Linked DNA regions of Mus musculus: all the other regions are linked to region 5. Evidence: chromatin contacts called from public Hi-C, HiChIP or PLAC-seq and promoter capture Hi-C data. All regions are on one chromosome and are shown on one strand. Each heading gives the region's core, a stretch centred on a gene start, on an enhancer-like site or on the middle of the called end of the contact. The rest is flanking DNA. Distances are from core to core; before and after follow the strand shown.

Region 1 (2,700 bases), core at 126-2,625, 450 kb before region 5:
TTAGATGAGAAAATGAGTATAAAATATCACCTTATGCTGAGATATTAATTCCTTCTGGAGAAGTAGCTCATTTTTTAAAGATATAGTTTCTATCTTCAAAAGTGTTATATTTTTATGTTTCTTAATGCCATGTTTAGACTTTATGATTTGATTATTTCTTTTACACTAATTCTAATAATGTGATTCTTTGGAAGTGAGCTTATAGCTACTTGTAAACATTTCTGATAATAATTGTGAGTAGGTGAAAAACAGATTTTTAACATTCATGCTTTTCATTGCTTTTCCCATCTCTGCAAGTATCAATTTTGGATCTCTGTTACCCCAGCAACAAGCTGTGACATCACAAATGATAGCTTTTTGGGTGGAAAGCCAATGGTTGCTCCTGATTCTTTGTTAAGAAACAAAGATCTTCTTTTCACAGAAATGACTTTAATTACACAGCTTGCTGTTGCAGTCTGTAGTTAAGGTTGCATTTAGAATCCTGCTCGATTTCTGCTTCAGTCTCTTACTTAGGCAGCTATGACTGTAGAGAATTAGGCGCTTGGCTAAATGGAAGAAAGACTGCAGTTGCTGGACTAGGTGAGAGAGAGCCAAATAGACTGAGGTTGTAGAATACTTTTCAATTGGAGAATTCAAGAAGATGATCATCAAATCTAGGCTGAGGACTGCCACAAAGACTTCCCCTGCCACGAGCTGAGGGAGGTGGAGACTGATATCGTAAGTGATTCTGGTGTCTCTTTCACCTGCAGTGAGATCCTCTCTCTTTGTGCATGTGCGGAGGGAGGTCAGGTGGCAACGAGCCTTTAAGGCACTCGTTCATATGCAGTATCTTGCCTTGTGCCATAGCTGATTTTTGTTTGTTCGTTTTTTAATGTCATATAAAAAATATCCTATAACAAATAAGTCCTGGGCAGAAGATGTCAGACTAAATGTATAATCATACTGATGCAATATTTACGAGCTCAGAATTAACAAACCAACAAACAAAATCTTGAGCAAGAAGATTCTCATTAGACTAGTGCCTCCTTTCTCTGTGCCAGTGTCTGCTATACATCATGCCTGACCATTCTCTTTTTGCTCCTGTCTTTTCTTAATTCCAGGACTCCTTACAAGTCCCAGGCTGACTCAACAGCAGAGAAAACAGCAGACAGTGTCTCCTCCAGCACCCCACTGTGTGTGATCACCAACCGTCCTGCGCCAAGTACTGCCAATGGGGTTCCAGCTGCCACAGTGTTCTCCTCCGCTGGAACAGACCCCTCTGTGGAGGCCCGGGAGAAGAGGAGGTATGAGGTTGCTGGTGCGGTTGCAGGGCTCTGCTGTGAGAAGAGAGACAGACAAGCGGGTGGGAAGTGTCTGACTCAAGCTCAGATAGATCTTAATCTTACTGTCTTAGCCTGGGAGGATTTTGTGGTTGGTGGGGGTTAGCATTATGTTGTATGTATAGTCAGAGCCTTTTTTCCCCTACTTGCCTTATAGCTGACAGACATATTTTTGTCTTTTGTGATGGAGAGCTTGAAGCCCAGATAAAGATCCTTTGTTTTGTTCTGAGTTCTCTGTGATTACTTTGTGCAGCAAGGTAATACTGTAATAAAGTGCTCAAAGAAGCAGTGCTGGGTGCAAGAGAAGCAGTGCTGGGTGCAAGAGAAGCAGTGCTGGGTGCAAGAGAAGCAGTGCTGGGTGCAAGAGAAGCAGTGCTGGGTGCAAGAGAAGCAGTGCTGGGTGCAAGAGAAGCAGTGCTGGGTGCAAGAGAAGCAGTGCTGGGTGCAAGAGAAGCAGTGCTGGGTGCATAGATTTAATTCATGGGAGAATAGTCCCAGGGAAGGAAATGAGCATTTATGGTAATGTGGGATTGTGGCTCACTTGTCTGCAGTTGTTGAGACTTGCTGTGCACCCCAGACCAGCCAGCTTTGATCTCTTGGTTCTCTTGCGGTAGCCTGCTTGAGACTAGGAGTGCAGATGGCCGCTACCATGCTCTGTTACACTGCAGTGTTTTTAGAGCGAAATTCCTAGAAAGCAGATGTAGATCAACTTGAGATAGATTAGAAAAAGAGCAGAACTTTTCAGTTGTTAGGATTAAGAGATTGTGCAGTGTGATAAAAGGAAGAAACATTAAGCATTGTCTTAACCTTGAAGTTATAAAATCTAGTGTGCAGGCTATGGTAGAGGGTTTTTTTAAGACTTGGAAAAGAACAAATTTTCATCAAGGTTTTTCAGTATCCAAAAAGATATTTTTCTATCTTTCAGTGTGTATGTATATGTGAGACGCCAGGAAATGTAATCTAAGACTACAGTACCTAACTTTTTAGTATTTGTTTATTGTGAAGAGAACTCAAAGCACACATTTTGAGAAAGGGGGGGGGGAGAAGTTAAGTGTATTGAAAAACAGCATTTCCTGTTATTGTTCTTTCCATAAAATTTTTAAGGAAATCAATTATCTGGACTAATGGGGTTCTGAGTCAGTAGTTGTCCTCTTTTTAAAAAGACATGTTTATTCGTGTGTATGTGTGCATGCCTATGCATGCATGTTTGCTTGTGAATGTGTATACATGTGCCATGTGTGTTGCTAGTGCCCTTGGAGGCCAGAAAAAGGGGTCAGAGGCCCTGTAGCTGGAGTTGCAAGAACTCCTGATACAGGTTCTGGGACTCAAGTTCAGGTTCTCTGGAGGAGCAGCAGGTATTCTTAAGAGCTGAGCTATTTCC
Region 2 (2,914 bases), core at 211-2,710, 270 kb after region 5:
GAAAAATGAAAATTTGTCCTTCGGGCCTATACTGTGGCTCAGTGTCCTCATGGTGAGTCTGGGCCTCTTCGGTAAAGACAGTTTTCATTGCATTGATTTCTTTTTGTTAGTCTGAATAGATTACCCATGATCAAACCCCAAATTTCTGAGAGAAAAACTAGGGTCCCTGAATGACACATCTTATGTATGTTTAGATAGGGGAGACTGGCCAGAAGCAGTTCTCAGACACACAATTGGCAAGTAGAAGACATGTGGTCAAAGGCAAAACCCTTCCTTTTCCAGCCCAGAGAATACCCGGCTGATGGGCTCAGCCCCAAACAGCAATCAGCTTTGTGTCTTTGTGTCCTCCACTGAACTGAGCTGTTTAGCTTCCTTCAAAACCCATTCTGTTTTCCAGATGAGGTACACAGTCAGGCCTGATGTGGCCCTCTAACCCACAGTATTAACTTTGTGAAAGTGCCAGAGAGATAAAAATGTCCTATTCCTGCCCTCTCAGATACAGGACACCAAAAGCAAAAGGCATTCCAAATTTAGGGAGTGCCATGGTGGCTGTCTTAAGAAAGAGAAATGAATCGTTTCTTTCTTAAGAATGATTCTTTCTTAAGAAAGAATCGTTATTCTTGACCTGTGACTATAGTCTGGGCATATATAAGCTATCCAGACTTCTCAGAGAGAAAGAGTTGGGCAGGAAATCCCAGCTCCAGTTTAAGACCAGTCTGCCCTTCCAGGGCCTGGTTGTTCCTCCTCAAGTGATGTCCCTTGCAGTGTTATCAACCTTGGGCAAGGATGGATGTGAAACATGTGGGGGTCATACTGGCTGTAGAGTCAAGTTCCAAGGAAGCTTCCACATCAGTCCCTTGTGTGTCTGATGTCATTAAAGTGACTTGCTCTGTTGTCAGCTAAGATCCTGCAGAGAAGTGACACCTTCCCCTCAGAAATGGCATGGGACAGAATAAAGCCAGCAAACAAGACAACAGGAAAAGCCTGGTCCTTGGTGTCGTCCTTGGTTTTCCTGGTTTTGTTTTCCATTAGGGAACTGGGGTTCAAACGAGGCCACTACCCAGGTCCTGCTGGACAGAAGACCCCCGCCTCATCCCACCAACCACTCACCACGTTTTGCTCAGCGGCTGCCCCACTTTCTCCTTGCCTTTTGTAGAGGGGGCTGTTATGCCCTGTGGTCTTTTCCAAGGAGCTGTGGAAGTCGTAGGCCATAAGGTTGATGAAATCCAAGCTCCTGCAGGAGACATGGGAAGGGGTGGGAACAAGAAGGAGAGATAAGGACATTCTCTATCCCTCACCCTCAGACCATTCCCATTCCCACTGTGGTGTTGGACATTGTCTTCGATGTCCTGCCCCCCACCGCCCACGTCAGCACCCTCAGGTGTTTTCTGTTCTGTGCGAGAGAGCTGGTTCGATTTTGCCATTTTGGAAGCAATCTAGCTCAGTGCTTCCAAAGCGTTAACATTTCATAAGTCCCCTGAGAATCTCACTAAAATGTAGGCGTTCACTCAGCAGGCTGCATTTCTAACAAGCTTTCACACACACACACACACACACACACACACACACACACACACACACTCACTCACACTCACAGCATCTCTCTCTATGTAGCTGGCCTGGAAATCAGTGAAGAGCAGGCTGGTTTCAGACTCACAGGGACTTGCCTGCCCTCACCTCCTGAATGCTGGGAATAAATGCATGCACCGGTGTACCATCTCTCAAGTGTCATAGGGGCTGCAGCTCCACACACCCCACCGAGGAGCTAGCATGTGACCTCCCATATTCTTGGAGATGCTTAAGGGTTGTGATCTCCCTCCTCCTGCCCCAAGTGTGTTCTTTCTTGAACCTTGTGAGTACCAGAGGAAGGGAAGAACAAAGACCACCTAACCATCCCCACACACCCACAGAAAGGATCTGAAATAGTGCAGTGTAGCCAACACAGAAAGCAGTGACTTCTCAGTTGCGTGATAACAACTGGAAGTCATGCCTTGCAAGCAGAGATCTGCTTTGTTTCTGGAATGCTCAACCACCCTGGGCTGCTCCAGCCTTGGAGAACATAGGGATTCATGAGACTCACTGGGCAATCTTGTCCACCTCGTAGCCAGCATCCACCAGGCCTCGATCACTCGGTACAGCTGCAGTCAGAAGGAGGCGTTCCTTCCCTGAGGACTGGGCTTCCTCCTGGAAGGCTTTGGCCAAGTCCTGTGGGAAGAACAGCATGAAGGTAGAGGCAGGAGCTAGCAGGACCCTCTATGCTATTACCCACTCCCTGATAGGTGTTCACATTCTGCAGTCTGAAGCTGCTGGCACTGGGGTAGGACCACCACCCTGAGTCACTCGGCAGACTGAATGACCCTAGTCCCTCCCAGCCATACCTGTATCAGGGCTGTGAATCTCTCTTTGTCTACTGTGGGGCTCCCACGTCCACCTGGGAACTCCCAGTCAAGGTCAAGGCCATCAAAACCTTGAGTGCGCAGGAAACTTAGGGCTGACTTCACAAAGGTCTGCCGGTTGCTGGCGGTGGCCACCATGTCTGTGAACCTGTGGAATGATGGAAGGGGTGTGGCCTGACTGGGGCTAGACAGGTCACTGTCTTGCTCAAGGGTGAATAGGAGAGTTCTCGGGGTCCCAATCACATGTTTAGACAAGAAAGGGTTCTAGGGTTCCTGGGGGCTGCTGGGGTACTTGCTGACAGGTTAAGGGCCTGGTTAAGAAAAGGAACAACAGAAGTGCTTTCTAACCCTAATGTCACTGTCACTGGGGCTGCTCCAATCCCCCTGCAGTCCCTGACTGTCTCGTTGTCAAAATTATCCCCACCCTCTCCTCCTCCCTGCACAGATTGTTTCCCATGTAGTTAGGGGGACAAATAAGGAGACTAGCGGGGAGCTGGGAACCTGGGGACCCCCATTTG
Region 3 (3,022 bases), core at 318-2,817, 320 kb after region 5:
CCTCATCCTCTCCTGTGGCCTCTGCCTATGTCTCATCTTCATCCTTAGGAAGTGCCTGGTAAAAGTCATGGATCTCTGTCCCCAAGCCCTTCTGGATGAGGGCTCATTAGCGGGGTAGAGCAGGTACTATTTAAGGAGGAAGGTGATAATCTCCCACAATGATCTTGTCCCCAGCCCACAAGGACTCACAGAGGCCCCAGATAGGGTGGAACCTGGAGTTAGTCTACCTATAAGGTGCTATCTAGTATCTTCTATGTAAGAGGCTTGCGCCACTCTACACCCTCTGCCACGGGCCTGAGTGCTGAGCTACTCACTCACAGAATGTGTGGAGCCTAGGTGAGGCTCTCTCTTCATCCAGCAATGCCCCCCCCCCCAATTTAAAGTAGCCACGACTCTGCAGCTCTCTCTCACCAGGAGGTTTACCTGAGCTGCCCTGCCAAACCTCCTCTGCTCTAGATCCTAAGGACCCAGTGGTCAGCACCATCATGGTAGTATTTGGTGGCTAGCCAGGCCACTGTGTTGCTCATGAGCCGTTCACAGGTGTCCTTGCGTTCTCAGGAAGCCCACCTGTTTGCTGATGGAATAAAGCCTCGTCTTTAGTTTCCTAGGTCAGCGCCTAAGCCTGGACATTTCTCGATGAGTCTTTGTGACCTTTAGAGAAAACCCACGGGGCACAGCTGTCCGTGTTCAGGTCTGGGATCATGCTAGGGCCTAGAAGGGCTCGCGTGACAGGGTTCCTTTAAAGTTCCTTTACCCTGGATGGAGGATGAGAAACCATACAGCAACAGGCATTTGTAGCAGTTAATATTTATTGAGGTTTTACTCCATGCTGGTCCAAGCATTCCACATGAGTTAGCTCACTGAATATTCACGGGTCACTGGGGCAAGGACTACTATTATACATACCACATGCAGCCCACGGGCCTGCGCTGTGTGGGAGAGGTGGTGATGGAGCAGGTGTTGGGTGAACAGGCATGAGACAAGATGATGAGCAAAGGGGACAGAGTGGCCTAAGAGACCCAGGGATATTCAAGAAGAGCATGTGCCCACAGTCCTGACACCTCAGCGTCAGACTTTCCCGGGACTTAGGAATGTCTGTTGGGATTTTCCAGTCTCTAGTCCAACCTCCCCAAACACAACATAGCAAAAGGCCAGGTGTTAGGAATGGTCTGTCCAGTGTGCTGGCCAGTTTTGATCCATTCAGCCAGACTTCTCCACCGTCTGAATTGGAGTGAAAAAGCTTAAATCACCTGACCCATCACTTAGACTCGAGCTTCACGGGTGAACTGGGAGAGGCCCTCGGCCGTCTTTCATTTTAACCCTCATAAGAATGGCAGACAGCAGGGCAGGGTGATATCATTCTGACTTTCTTTCCTGCCGGTCTCCCCTTCCCAAGCCTCAGTCTCCCAGTTAGGAACTGCTCCTGCCAGCTTCCCTCCACAGGTCTCATCGGTGAGTGACAGTCAGTGGTCAGTGAGACACTTCGGCTGGAATGTTGATCTGTAAGCGGAGGAAACTGGTAGGACGGGAGAAAGTCCGGAGAAAGCCGCTAGAGAAACCTGAGCTGGAAGCCAATGAGCTGCCAGTATGGAGGCTGAGCCATTAGACGAGCAGCCAATGAGCTACCGGTATGGAGGCTGGGCCATTAGACAAGTTTTGTAAATAACATCCGGCTTGTGTTTAGAACCGTGATGTTCCATTCCCCAAATAGAACTTGACTCTCTGCGTAAGGCATTCCTCGGGGCCTTGGGGAGCTGCACTAGTCCCTCCCCTAGTTGCTCTGGAGTCAGGACCGGGAGCACAGAGCGGCCCAGCTCAGTCTGGCAGGTTAGTGTGGACTTGTAGTCATTCCATGCAACACTTTGATACTAGAGGCAAGCCAGATGGTGTCTCTTCTCCCAAATACAGGCAGATTTGGTTGCTGAGGGACACCAGAACAGGCTCAATGGACATCTATTTTTAAGTCCCTCCAGACTTCATCCATTACCTTGTGTCTTGGATTTCCCAGGAGGCCCCTGGCAGGGTGTGCACTGGGCACCTGGAATCGACTCCAAGGCAGAGCTGTTGACAGTGTGGTCAGACCCTGACCAAAGTGAGATAGGGCTTTCTGTCCCGTTTGCGTTGTTTCCTGGGCCACCCACACACTGTTTTTAACTCTAAGAACCCCTTCCTGCCCCGGGGAGCAGCAGGGTCACTCTGAGGAGTCTTCCATCTGTCTTCACCATCCCACACTACAGGTCCTTACACAGGAGTAATCTAAACGACTTGGAACTCCAGATAAGATCCTTGCTTCCATTAAACATTGACAAGACCCAGGCCTGGCAACTGAGAGTGCTTGTGTGCAGCGGAACTTCTGGGAGACCATGGCAGCTGGACTATTAAAAATGAATGGGCTCCGACGCCTCCCAGGTTCTGCCTCTCAATGTGGCAGTTCTCCAGTGGCTGGGAGGAGGAGCCAGGAGGGTTCAGAAAGGGCCAGCAGGACCTAGACCTCAAGCGACAGCAGTCTCGGGCATCTGCTCCCTTATATTCCGGCTGGAAAGTATACAGCCTCTCTGTCAGAAAGGAAAGCCTGACCTAGCCCTATAGCATGGCACTCTGAGCTGAAATTCAAAAGCTGCTTCTTGGGTACTCAAAAGGTTCATATAACCTGGTGTGTGGCAGCACTTGAAAGCTGAGGCAGGAGGATTGAGAGTTCAAGGCCAGTCTGGGCAGCATGGTCTGACTGCCTCAAGGAAGGAAGGACAGTGGGAGCAGCTTGTGGTGTTTGGAGCCTGCAGCCTCCGCGTTCAGGAAGCGGAGGTAGAAGTACTGCGCAAGGTTCAAACCCACAAGGAGTTACTGGGTTAAGTGTGAATTCCTGACCAGCCTAGGCTAGCCTGAGTCACAAATAAACAAACACAAACTTCAAAACCTGCCCTCCTCCCCCGAGATCTTGATTTTTATCAGTTGTTGGCCTGCGGGTCCTCTCTACTACTCTGTGGCCACTGCAGATTTCTCCAGTACCTGCCTAGTGTGTACT
Region 4 (2,803 bases), core at 279-2,778, 360 kb after region 5:
AGAAGTTGAAAGTGTATTTATCAGACCTTGGGCTTTCTAGCTCGGCCTCACAGTGTCCTGCACTCCATAGCCTGGAGAAGATAAAAAGCTCCGAAGTGCACTTTCTACTGACTATGTACCGCTCGCTCTCTCACTATCGTAAAGTTAAACTAGAAGGCAAAGGTGGACTAGAGAGAACTTAACCTCCCGAGAAGGCGGATAGCAGGAGTTTCAGGCACTGTTCCATTTATAGGAAGCAAATTTGAAATTATATTAAGTGTGTACTACACCTGAACGGTGGGCTCACGGGGCTTGTTACATTGATCTTGAGGCTTCAGTGTATGTTTTGGGGTAATTCACAATTGATGAAGAGAAAGATGTAGGTTCAGGGACATCACTCTCTGTGCACACCAACCCAAAGGGGGGCGGCATTCGGTTATAGAATGCCCACTTTATCGTTTTTTTTTTTCTTGTCAGCTAGCAGAAGGTAGCCTGGGTTTGTGGTGCTCAAACTGTAGGAACATACATATAAAATCCCCCACAAAGATCTTTCAGCCCTCCTTAGGAAAGTTCTTGTGGGATGGTATCATGGGCTGCATAAGACCTGACTCCGTGCCCACAGTCACCCAGACCATTAGAGCATGAGCTCATCGGAGACACTGTCTTTGCAAATGTAATTACCGAAAGCCTTGGATGAGAGCATCCTGAATCAGGGAGCTCCTTGAAGCTGTGCCCCGTGTCTTAGCAGAGATTACCAGAGGGACAAAGAGAAGATTCTAGATGGAGATGGAGACAGGAGAAGAGCTGCAAACCAAGCACTGCCAGGACCTGCTGGGAACCGGAAGAGGCAAAGGAGATGGATTCCAAGACCTCCAGAAAAAGCACAGCTCTGCAAGCACATTGTGTACTTCTGGCCTCCAGGATAAACAACAGAGTAGATAAATTCTAAACATTGCTAGACCACCTTATTTGTTGAGGCTTTGTCAGGCCAGCCGTGGGAGATGAACACTGATGAGTGTTTGAAATCAGCCTCAAAGCAGTGCACAGTTCCCACCAGAGGCAATCGTCTCTGCACTTCAAGGAGGCAGGAATTTGTAGGTGACAGCTCCCCACACCCATATGGATTCTCTACATCCTGGTGGTGTCTCTTACTCAGCCCTTTGGGTGGCACCTCGCAACCCCCATCCAGAGATTTCCTGGAAAAAAAATTATCTGCCATGTGTTTGGCTGCTCAGCATCTGAGCCTTTTCTTTATTATGGAGATGTCCCACCATGAGAGACAGAGACAGCTCCTACTCATTGATGTGAGATCGGCAGCAGCTGCTCCCTTGGCAATCCCTGATGCTGCTGGAGCACCGGTATGGGACTGGGTCTTGCCAGACTGATCTAGACCTCAGAGTTAGTGACGTGAGAAAGCAAAGGCTTCCTGGAACCTGTCCTGGTGAAGGTGGAAGGTAAAGGCAACAGTAGCCAGACTCCACACAGAAGCTGGGCACAGTTCTCAGCACAGCTGACCAATGCATGGGCCCAGACAGTTGGGGGCGGGACCATGATCTTCATGGACACGGTGACCTTGCGGCTGGGTTGCACAGGATCCACGTCCATGTTGTCAGAAGTCCTCTGCTCCTGAATTACTTTTATCATTAGGCAGGGAGCTGTGTGCCCTGAGCCCTGATATGCTCCGTTCTGCTTGGGGACTTGGGCTTTCTGGTTCTTGATATGCAACATCTTTAGTTCCACCTTCTGAGTACCCAGCTATTATGGCTCTTATCTGGCTCCCATCTCCTCCTAAAACTGCTGGCCAAGCCTGAAGCCCATGGCACTCCTCTGTTTTCTCAGCCTGTCTCTAGAATCTAATCTCATCAAGACCCAAGGCTCAACAGGACAGCTGGGAAGGAGAGGCGGGGTTGAGATAGACTACAAGTCCAAAGCTGTTGTTGATCCTCTGTGGACCTACGGAGATTCAACACTTGCCATTCAGTTTTCCTCCTTGCTCCAGTCAGGGACTCCGACCCATTTTCCAGTGTAATTGTGCCCTTTGTCCATGCCGTGTGCCCAGCAGCCCAGACTTAGGTGGAAACAGCTTGTTTGTCTTCCGCGTTCGCAATTCCTGTTGGGGCCCAGGGTGGCTGGGTGTGGTTGCTGGGCCCTTTGTCCTTCCGAGCCATTTGCCTGTAGTCTCCCTTCCTCTGCTCCCAGGGCCGTGCTACAGCAAAGCCTTGGCTCTGTCTGCAGAGTAGTCCTTCTTGCTCCTCTTGTGGGCTTTGTCCCCAGGGCATGAACTAGTTTTCAGGAGAGAAAGCTTGTGCGGCTGCATAATTGAGCAATGTATTGGCTCCGTGTGAACACGATTTGGGGGCTTGAGATACCTAGGGTCTCAACTGGTGGCTGAAGTCACATTTATTAGCTCCTATCTGGATGACTGAGGTGGAACCTTCTGGGAAAGTTTGAGGTCCACATGGGACCATTAGTTTCCTGATGACATTTCAGCTGTGGGTGGCATCAGCACCTGGGTGCATAGTAGAATGAGTGGCTTAGTCAGGAAATAAAGAACGCTCAGGCCACTCCTATTGCTTCCTTGGTCACACTGGTCCTCATCATACAGGAGGAGGAAGAAGAAGAGGAGGAGGAGAAGCAGGAGAAATAAAAAATAAGATTTTATCCATATACTTTACTTGGTACTTCTATCAAACTGCCTTGTGAGTTTTAGAATGAGCACTATCTTTTACATTGTTAAGACAAAAATGACTCTGAGTCCCTACCTGACTCCATAGCAAAGACCCTGAGAGCTCTCTGGCTCTTTCCCAGTTGAAGCGCAGCAGCT
Region 5 (2,780 bases), core at 219-2,718:
ACCGCTCCCCTCCTCCTGCCGTGAGGGGGGGGGGGTGGAGTGAGGGGAGGGAGGCGCAGAGGCTATGAAATTAAGGCTGCTTCCTTAATTTATCTTTCACACGGGTAAAGCCACTCATTTACTTCTTTCTCAAAAATCTTGTCGTTTCTGGGCTACTGTGAACACCCCAGCGGAGATTACCCTGCGGGAGTAGGTGCAGTGTTTGAAGGCCCACACCAATGTCTAATACTTCACTAATAACACCAGCTTTTGAAGACTGACTTCTCAAAGACCTTTCACAAAAAATGGACACAAAAACTACTTCTGTAATAAAGAAATGCAGTGGCTGCAGGCCGGGAACCCTGACATTGCAATCCACTTAGCGCCATCCTATCTGACTGAGTTCCTGGCAGTGGACTGATGCTATAAACTCTCAGGAACTGCGACTGCACCATCACAGCCTGCCCTGCATTATCAAAAGGAAAAAAAAAAAAAGCAGTGAGCACATCCCAACATGGCTTTGGTTCTGCAAAGAACCACCTATTGCCATCTTCGTTTGATTTACCACACAACTTAACTGCTGGGTTTTCTGGTCTGTCTGCTAAAGACCCGAGGGAAATAATCAGATTATTATTATAGAAGATCCCATGGTCTCTTAGTGCTCCGCTGACATCTGAAACTATGTAAACTGAAATTTGTCCAGCTTCTTCAACTACGAACCGCCAGAAACTGACGGCGAGCCACTTTATTTTCTTAAAAGCAAGTGCGAGACTCAAATTCTCAAACAAACCAGCATCCATCAACCCTAGATTTCTGAGATGAAATCTGGCCCTTCCCAACACTTCGGCATCTTGTTTACATTCTAGTTGAGTAGTACCTTAGGCCTGTCGAGTCTCCATCAACTTCCCGACCGACCCTATCCAGGAGGGAGCCCCGTCACGTTTGACCTGCGGATCGCGGTGGTGGCCTTAGGGTTCCCGGCCACCCAGGGCCGGTGTTCCCGCACCCAACTCGCAGGCTCAACTCCGGGGGTCGCCAGCAGGGCTGGAACGCGGCCGTCTACCGCGCGGCTGCGGAGACAGCACTCGCGGACTGCCGGGCCCCGACGGCGGCGAGCAGCCCCCCGAACGGAGGCGGTGCGCGGTGGGAGGGGCCGGAAATGTTTACGGAGGACCTTTCGGAGGGCCGGGCGGTGAGCGACGATCCAGGGGCGGGCCACTCCCGTGCTGTCCCCTCCAGAGCCTGCAGGGCCCGCGCCCCGCCCACCCCCGGGACACTTACGGCCTGGCTGGCTGCCTCTGCTGGGGGCCGCGGGCCCGGGCGCTACATCCCGCGGCACTGGAGGCGGCCTGCGGCCGAGGGGCGCCCGATCCTCAGCGCCCTGCCCGCGCCGGAAGGGCCGCGCGACCGCACGGCGTCACCTCCGCAGCCGCGTCACCTTCCCGGCGCTACCTCACCCGCTCCGATCCAGGCATTCCTGCGCGTGCCAATCATCAGGGCGCGCTCAGGCTCGCCCCGCCCCGCCCCTGATCTGACCAATCGCTGGCTCTGGCTGTCCCAGCTTGGCCCTACACTGGCGGACTGCAAAAGCCTCTTCTCCCGGCCTACGACGGGCGCGTGTAGGGGAGTAGGGAGCTGGGAGTAGGGAGCTGGGAAGGCAATCTTAGTTTCCCACCCCACGGCCTCGCTTTTCAGCTCCGAAACACTTTTTTTTTCCTTCTCTTAGTACTGGGAATTGTACCTCTAGGCAAGCCACTATATCTCTAGTACAGAAACACTTTTTCCCCCCTTTTTCCAAGACACGGATTCTCCGTGTAGCCCTGGCTGTCCCGAATTCGCCCTGTAGATTCGCCTCCCTAGTGGCAGGATTAAACAACGCCAACCCACACTTTTATTTTTGTTTGAGAAAGGGTTTAATTGTGCAACCCAGGTGAGCCTTGTACTCGAGGCCATCCTATCTCAGCCTTTCAAATGCTAGGATTTCAAATGTGGGCTACCATACAGCTCCGAAACTATTTCTATATCCATTTTCCAAATCCCTCCCTCTCTTCTTCTGGTATGCTATGTATGGAACGACTACCATGAATCTATTCACTCAACTGATTTAACTTTTGGTTCCTGTTATTTATCAGAAAGGGAGAAGTTATTTCAAACAAGCCTAGCTTGACAATTTTCTGTGCCAGTCCATGTTCCCATGTGACCCAGAGGGCACATCTTAGAAGACAATATAGTGTGCTTCTCTGCCGGAACTGAACCACACAATATAGTATTTTGGGAGTGTTCATTTTCTTATACTCCAAAAAACGATGCACAGCTGTTACTGCTCTAAATGCAAGAAAAGGTGACCAAATGCTAGATGGATGCCCCAGGAGAGTGAAGTCAACTTTGTTCTGGTTAAAAGCATAGACTCTGGGTTCTTGTAGATCCAGTTTCCTTCCCAAGCCAGCCGATCTTTACACATTACTGAGTCCTTCCAAATCACTACTTAACCTTGAAAACGAAGGGAAATGATGCTACTTTCAGGTCTGTCAGGACTAAGGACATTTCAGGTGCTACTTTCAGGTCTGTCAGGACTAAGGCAGTGTCTGCATGATGCCTGGCAAATGGATAGAGTTTCATAACAACTAGCTATTGTTAATATATTACCTGGGGCTGGAGAGATGGCTCAGCAGTTAAGAACACCCACTGTTCTTCCAGAGGTCCAGAGTTCAATTCCCAGCCACCCACATGGTGGCTCATAACCATCTTAATTGGATCTAATGCCCTCTTCTGGTGTGTCTGAAGAGAGCAATGGTATACTC
Region 6 (2,950 bases), core at 432-2,931, 410 kb before region 5:
CAGGCCTCTGCTGCCAGGTTTAGACGTGTGAGCTTACTGGGCTCAACTGACATAGCTTTACATGGAAATGTTAAGAGAGCATGAGTATGTACGTCTAGAGTTCAAAGTTAAAGGTCCAGGTGGGATTTCTAAACTTGGATGTCAGGAAACAAACAGATCATCTCTAAAACCATGGGATTGGATGAAGTTACCAGGAAAATAACTCCAGAGAAGGACAAAACCCTAGAGCACTCCAAAATTCAAAGCAAGAAGACTGACAGCTATTATGGGAGAATAGCCTTACCTCTGGACTTTAAGAATATGAGTGATTTTGCTCTTTTCCAAATTAAAAACAGCAGTACAATAAGTTGTTTTGGATTTGTTCTTGGCCACATTTTTTACTTGTATAATATTAACCATAAAATGTGCTTGTCCTTTTTTATCAAAGTGGCATGAGAGAGCTGAGTACCCCAGAGACTCCTGACACCCTTTGAGATACAGGCCATGTCCAGAGCACTGAGTCTGTTCTCAAGGAACCACAGGAGGCTGCAGACTAAGCCATGCACATTCTTGAGCTCACTCGCCTCTTAGTTCCCTTTGCGCTGTCTTATCTTCTCAGCTTTGTTATAGTTTTAACTAGCTCTTCCATTTCAGTTATGATGGGGTTTTTTTGAGAACCATTTATTTCTAGATGCTATTGAATTCTAAAGTTTGGTTTGGTTGATTTGAGCCGGATGACCCAAGGTCTGTCTCCAGAATCCACAGTGAAAGAAGAGAACCACTCTCAAAAAGCTGTCCTCTGACCCCATCCCTGCACTGTGGCACATAAAGACCCACGGCTTTTCTCTGTCACACACACAGACACTGGCTACATGGTTAAAAACAAATAAAAGTCACACAGAGGCCCAGAGATGAACTGAGGCAGAGATGGTGGCATTCTATTCCCAGCTCCCACTGTCCCACCGCCTGCCATTGTATGTGTGTGTCTGTTATTTACCATGTGTCTCAGACTGCGGTGACATGCAGTGGGGCAGAGAAGCGAGTCCAGACCCAGGAACTAAGTTCCCTGCATTTAAATCCCGGCTTAAACCCCCAACTATTTTGTATAAGATACTTCTCGTTGCTTCAGTGTCCTCATTTATAAACTAAAGCTAATTATAGTACACACTGCTCCGCTTACATAATAAAACTGAAGCTGCTACATGTAAGTTACTAGTGGTGATTCCTAAATTCCTAAGTCAGTCATAAACATGGCTTTTGGGACTTTTATCAACCTTTAAAATTGTGTATTTTAGTTATCTACTAATTTTTCCTTAGAGAAAAAAAATGTGAGACATAAAACCTAGTTAGATTCCTCTGTAACTCTAACAGGAATACCTTTTGTTGTTAGTTTAAGTCAGGGACTCACTCTAGAGCCCAAGCTGCCTCTTCCACACTCCTTCCTGAATACTAGGATTACAGACGTGCTACCATGCCTGGCTTTCTGAGATATTTCGAGGAAGGTTTTAGGAATTGCTGAGTTAGAGGGGGGAAAAATGTATAGAAAAGAACAGGACTGAATGTTTCAAAATTTCACTCAGAATCCCAAGAGCTTCCAAGCAAATCGTATCCTAAAATTTCTCTGTGGGTCAAGCCAACTTGCAGTGTTCAACTTTAAGTACCGTCCTGTCTTGCTTCTCTTCTGCAGATTTTGCGGCAACTCTGTTTAGGCAGGTCCTTTCTGGTTTTCTCCCCTCACCTCTCGGGATGAATTTGCACTATTTCTCTAATCTTTCACAGCCGCTCCTGGCTATTTGCTGGATCTTTCTCTCGAGCAGTGTCTTTTAATCTTTTACTTAATCCCGTGAAGCATCTCTGTCTGTTCGCTCTCCACCGATGGGCAGTGTCTTGGCCTTTCTCCTTTTAGGTAAAACCCTAGGTCTGCTTTGCTTTTTCTTCTCTATTGGGGCCTGATTGCCTAATATGGTAAGGTATTTCCCAGGCAAGACTGTACTGTTGCGCTGGAACAACAGCTTGCCTGAGTTTAAAGACACGGTAGGTAAGCTATCAGATAGACCTAGTTATTTATGTAGTAAAGCAATATTTTTATAGGACACCATATAACAACCACAACCTTTTTTTTTTCTTGGTGTGCTTTTTCTCTTGCGTTTAACAGAGTTAAAAGGATAATAAAATACAGATTTTCTCCATTCAGCTTCTTTATCTTTTAACAGATAAGGGAAAGAATAAATACATAAAAGCACCCAGAGTGGGTTTTGAGATGTCTGAGAAATTTGATAACATGATAATTAATGTTCATAAGATTTTTTTAACAATAGGGATAGCCGTAATAAGCAATAACTGTTCAGAGCAGTCCTCTGGGAGCCGGCCCCATGGGGTTGGCAGGCTGTTTGTAGGATAGCGAGCTCTCCTGTTTTTTTGCGGTTTGCAGCATGGCAGTTGAGAGCAGAGGATGGAGATGGTAAGCGGCAGCCAACCATCCCTGTCTGGGACATCGCTTGCCATGTGTTATGCCCTGAAGAATCTTCCCTAGTGGCCGCTGCCACCATGCCCTGGATGGACCTTTGCTCTCACTGTACACTGCGTGTGTTTTGCAACTGTAGTTTCTTAAAATACTGCAGACTCTATGCTTTTCTATATATGGATTGTGCCTTGCTCTAGTCCAGGCTGCAGAAACCATCTCAAGGACAAAGTTCCTTTTGGCATCTTCCTTTTATGAGCTCCGTTAATTTTAGGCCATGCTGTTGCCGAGGACTCTCAGTAATCAAAGCTCACAGGGGCTCCTTGGAAACCCTGTAGGTTTGGACTCGGTGTCATGTTACCTCAGGGAGTTACCCTCTAATCAGAAACCTTTTTAAAGATTTGATAAGCAGCCCTTCAAAGTAATATGGGCTTTCTTAAAATGTCTTATCTGAAGATTTTCCAACTATTAGCATAAGTTAACCAACCTCCTAGCCTTTTCTTTTTCTGG

Evidence for each region. Promoter capture Hi-C pulls out the DNA fragments that hold promoters and counts their contacts. Hi-C and Micro-C count contacts between places; a contact is called where the count stands out from the background. HiChIP or PLAC-seq counts read pairs in DNA pulled down with a chosen protein or histone mark.
Region 1: a contact with region 5 is called in an H3K27ac HiChIP or PLAC-seq map of regulatory T cell precursor, with 4 times the contacts expected there. The contact joins the enhancer-like site here to the promoter of Adipor1 in region 5. A contact is called at or near these places in 7 of 39 promoter capture datasets (the 3T3-L1 cell line, 3T3-L1-derived adipocytes, the C10 cell line and 4 more), 1 of 484 Hi-C or Micro-C datasets (cortical neurons), 6 of 115 datasets of contacts at active chromatin or transcription factors (the SCID.adh cell line, T-cell acute lymphoblastic leukemia, embryonic stem cells and 3 more) and 1 of 9 other capture datasets (embryonic stem cells).
Region 2: a contact with region 5 is called in a Hi-C map of cortical neurons, with 2.7 times the contacts expected there. The contact joins the enhancer-like site here to the promoter of Adipor1 in region 5. A contact is called at or near these places in 5 of 39 promoter capture datasets (3T3-L1-derived adipocytes, the C10 cell line, cranial neural crest and 2 more), 1 of 484 Hi-C or Micro-C datasets (cortical neurons), 7 of 115 datasets of contacts at active chromatin or transcription factors (the HPC-7 cell line, T-cell acute lymphoblastic leukemia, cardiomyocytes and 4 more) and 2 of 9 other capture datasets (adipose tissue and liver).
Region 3: an H3K27ac HiChIP or PLAC-seq map of extraembryonic endoderm stem cells shows a contact between it and region 5. The contact joins the enhancer-like site here to the promoter of Adipor1 in region 5. A contact is called at or near these places in 9 of 39 promoter capture datasets (the 3T3-L1 cell line, the C10 cell line, embryonic stem cells and 3 more), 8 of 115 datasets of contacts at active chromatin or transcription factors (bone marrow-derived macrophages, embryonic stem cells, epiblast stem cells and 4 more) and 2 of 9 other capture datasets (adipose tissue and pancreatic islet).
Region 4: an H3K27ac HiChIP or PLAC-seq map of extraembryonic endoderm stem cells shows a contact between it and region 5, with 3 times the contacts expected there. The contact joins the enhancer-like site here to the promoter of Adipor1 in region 5. A contact is called at or near these places in 6 of 39 promoter capture datasets (the 3T3-L1 cell line, the C10 cell line, hippocampal neurons and 2 more), 5 of 484 Hi-C or Micro-C datasets (B cells, the G1E-ER4 cell line, LSK cells and 2 more) and 5 of 115 datasets of contacts at active chromatin or transcription factors (bone marrow-derived macrophages, effector CD8 T cells, embryonic stem cells and 2 more).
Region 6: a contact with region 5 is called in a promoter capture Hi-C map of cranial neural crest. The contact joins the enhancer-like site here to the promoter of Adipor1 in region 5. A contact is called at or near these places in 2 of 39 promoter capture datasets (3T3-L1-derived adipocytes and cranial neural crest) and 5 of 115 datasets of contacts at active chromatin or transcription factors (the SCID.adh cell line, bone marrow-derived macrophages, embryonic forebrain and 1 more).

Annotation. Positions count from the first base shown.
Region 1 is chr1:134,864,361-134,867,060 of GRCm38.p6, reverse strand. It overlaps Ppp1r12b (protein phosphatase 1, regulatory subunit 12B), which reads left to right. Exons shown (of 24, transcript NM_001368827.1): 13 at 1,101-1,283. Among named protein-coding and RNA genes, the nearest start is that of Gm51265, 81 kb to the left of the region's middle. Within about 2 kb of position 1,375, at least 29 of the 459 cell types and tissues checked have an H3K27ac peak or open chromatin away from gene starts, as enhancers often do. A contact at or near this core is called in the SCID.adh cell line, T-cell acute lymphoblastic leukemia, cortical neurons and 1 more, where this site is marked.
Region 2 is chr1:134,144,882-134,147,795 of GRCm38.p6, reverse strand. It overlaps Chit1 (chitinase 1 (chitotriosidase)), which reads right to left. Exons shown (of 12, transcript NM_001284525.1): 6 at 2,379-2,544; 7 at 2,081-2,205; 8 at 1,111-1,234. Among named protein-coding and RNA genes, the nearest start is that of Chit1, 35 kb to the right of the region's middle. Within about 2 kb of position 1,460, at least 6 of the 459 cell types and tissues checked have an H3K27ac peak or open chromatin away from gene starts, as enhancers often do. A contact at or near this core is called in cortical neurons and hippocampal neurons, where this site is marked.
Region 3 is chr1:134,097,951-134,100,972 of GRCm38.p6, reverse strand. No RefSeq gene overlaps it. Among named protein-coding and RNA genes, the nearest start is that of Gm32039, 4.3 kb to the right of the region's middle. Within about 2 kb of position 1,567, at least 401 of the 459 cell types and tissues checked have an H3K27ac peak or open chromatin away from gene starts, as enhancers often do. A contact at or near this core is called in adipose tissue, bone marrow-derived macrophages, embryonic stem cells and 8 more, where this site is marked.
Region 4 is chr1:134,054,571-134,057,373 of GRCm38.p6, reverse strand. No RefSeq gene overlaps it. Among named protein-coding and RNA genes, the nearest start is that of Gm19497, 5.0 kb to the left of the region's middle. Within about 2 kb of position 1,528, at least 23 of the 459 cell types and tissues checked have an H3K27ac peak or open chromatin away from gene starts, as enhancers often do. A contact at or near this core is called in the G1E-ER4 cell line and extraembryonic endoderm stem cells, where this site is marked.
Region 5 is chr1:134,414,066-134,416,845 of GRCm38.p6, reverse strand. It overlaps Adipor1 (adiponectin receptor 1), which reads right to left and starts at 1,468. Exons shown (of 8, transcript NM_028320.4): 1 at 1,261-1,468.
Region 6 is chr1:134,823,057-134,826,006 of GRCm38.p6, reverse strand. All of the region lies in intron 18 of Ppp1r12b (protein phosphatase 1, regulatory subunit 12B), which reads left to right. Among named protein-coding and RNA genes, the nearest start is that of Gm32670, 50 kb to the right of the region's middle. Within about 2 kb of position 1,681, at least 28 of the 459 cell types and tissues checked have an H3K27ac peak or open chromatin away from gene starts, as enhancers often do.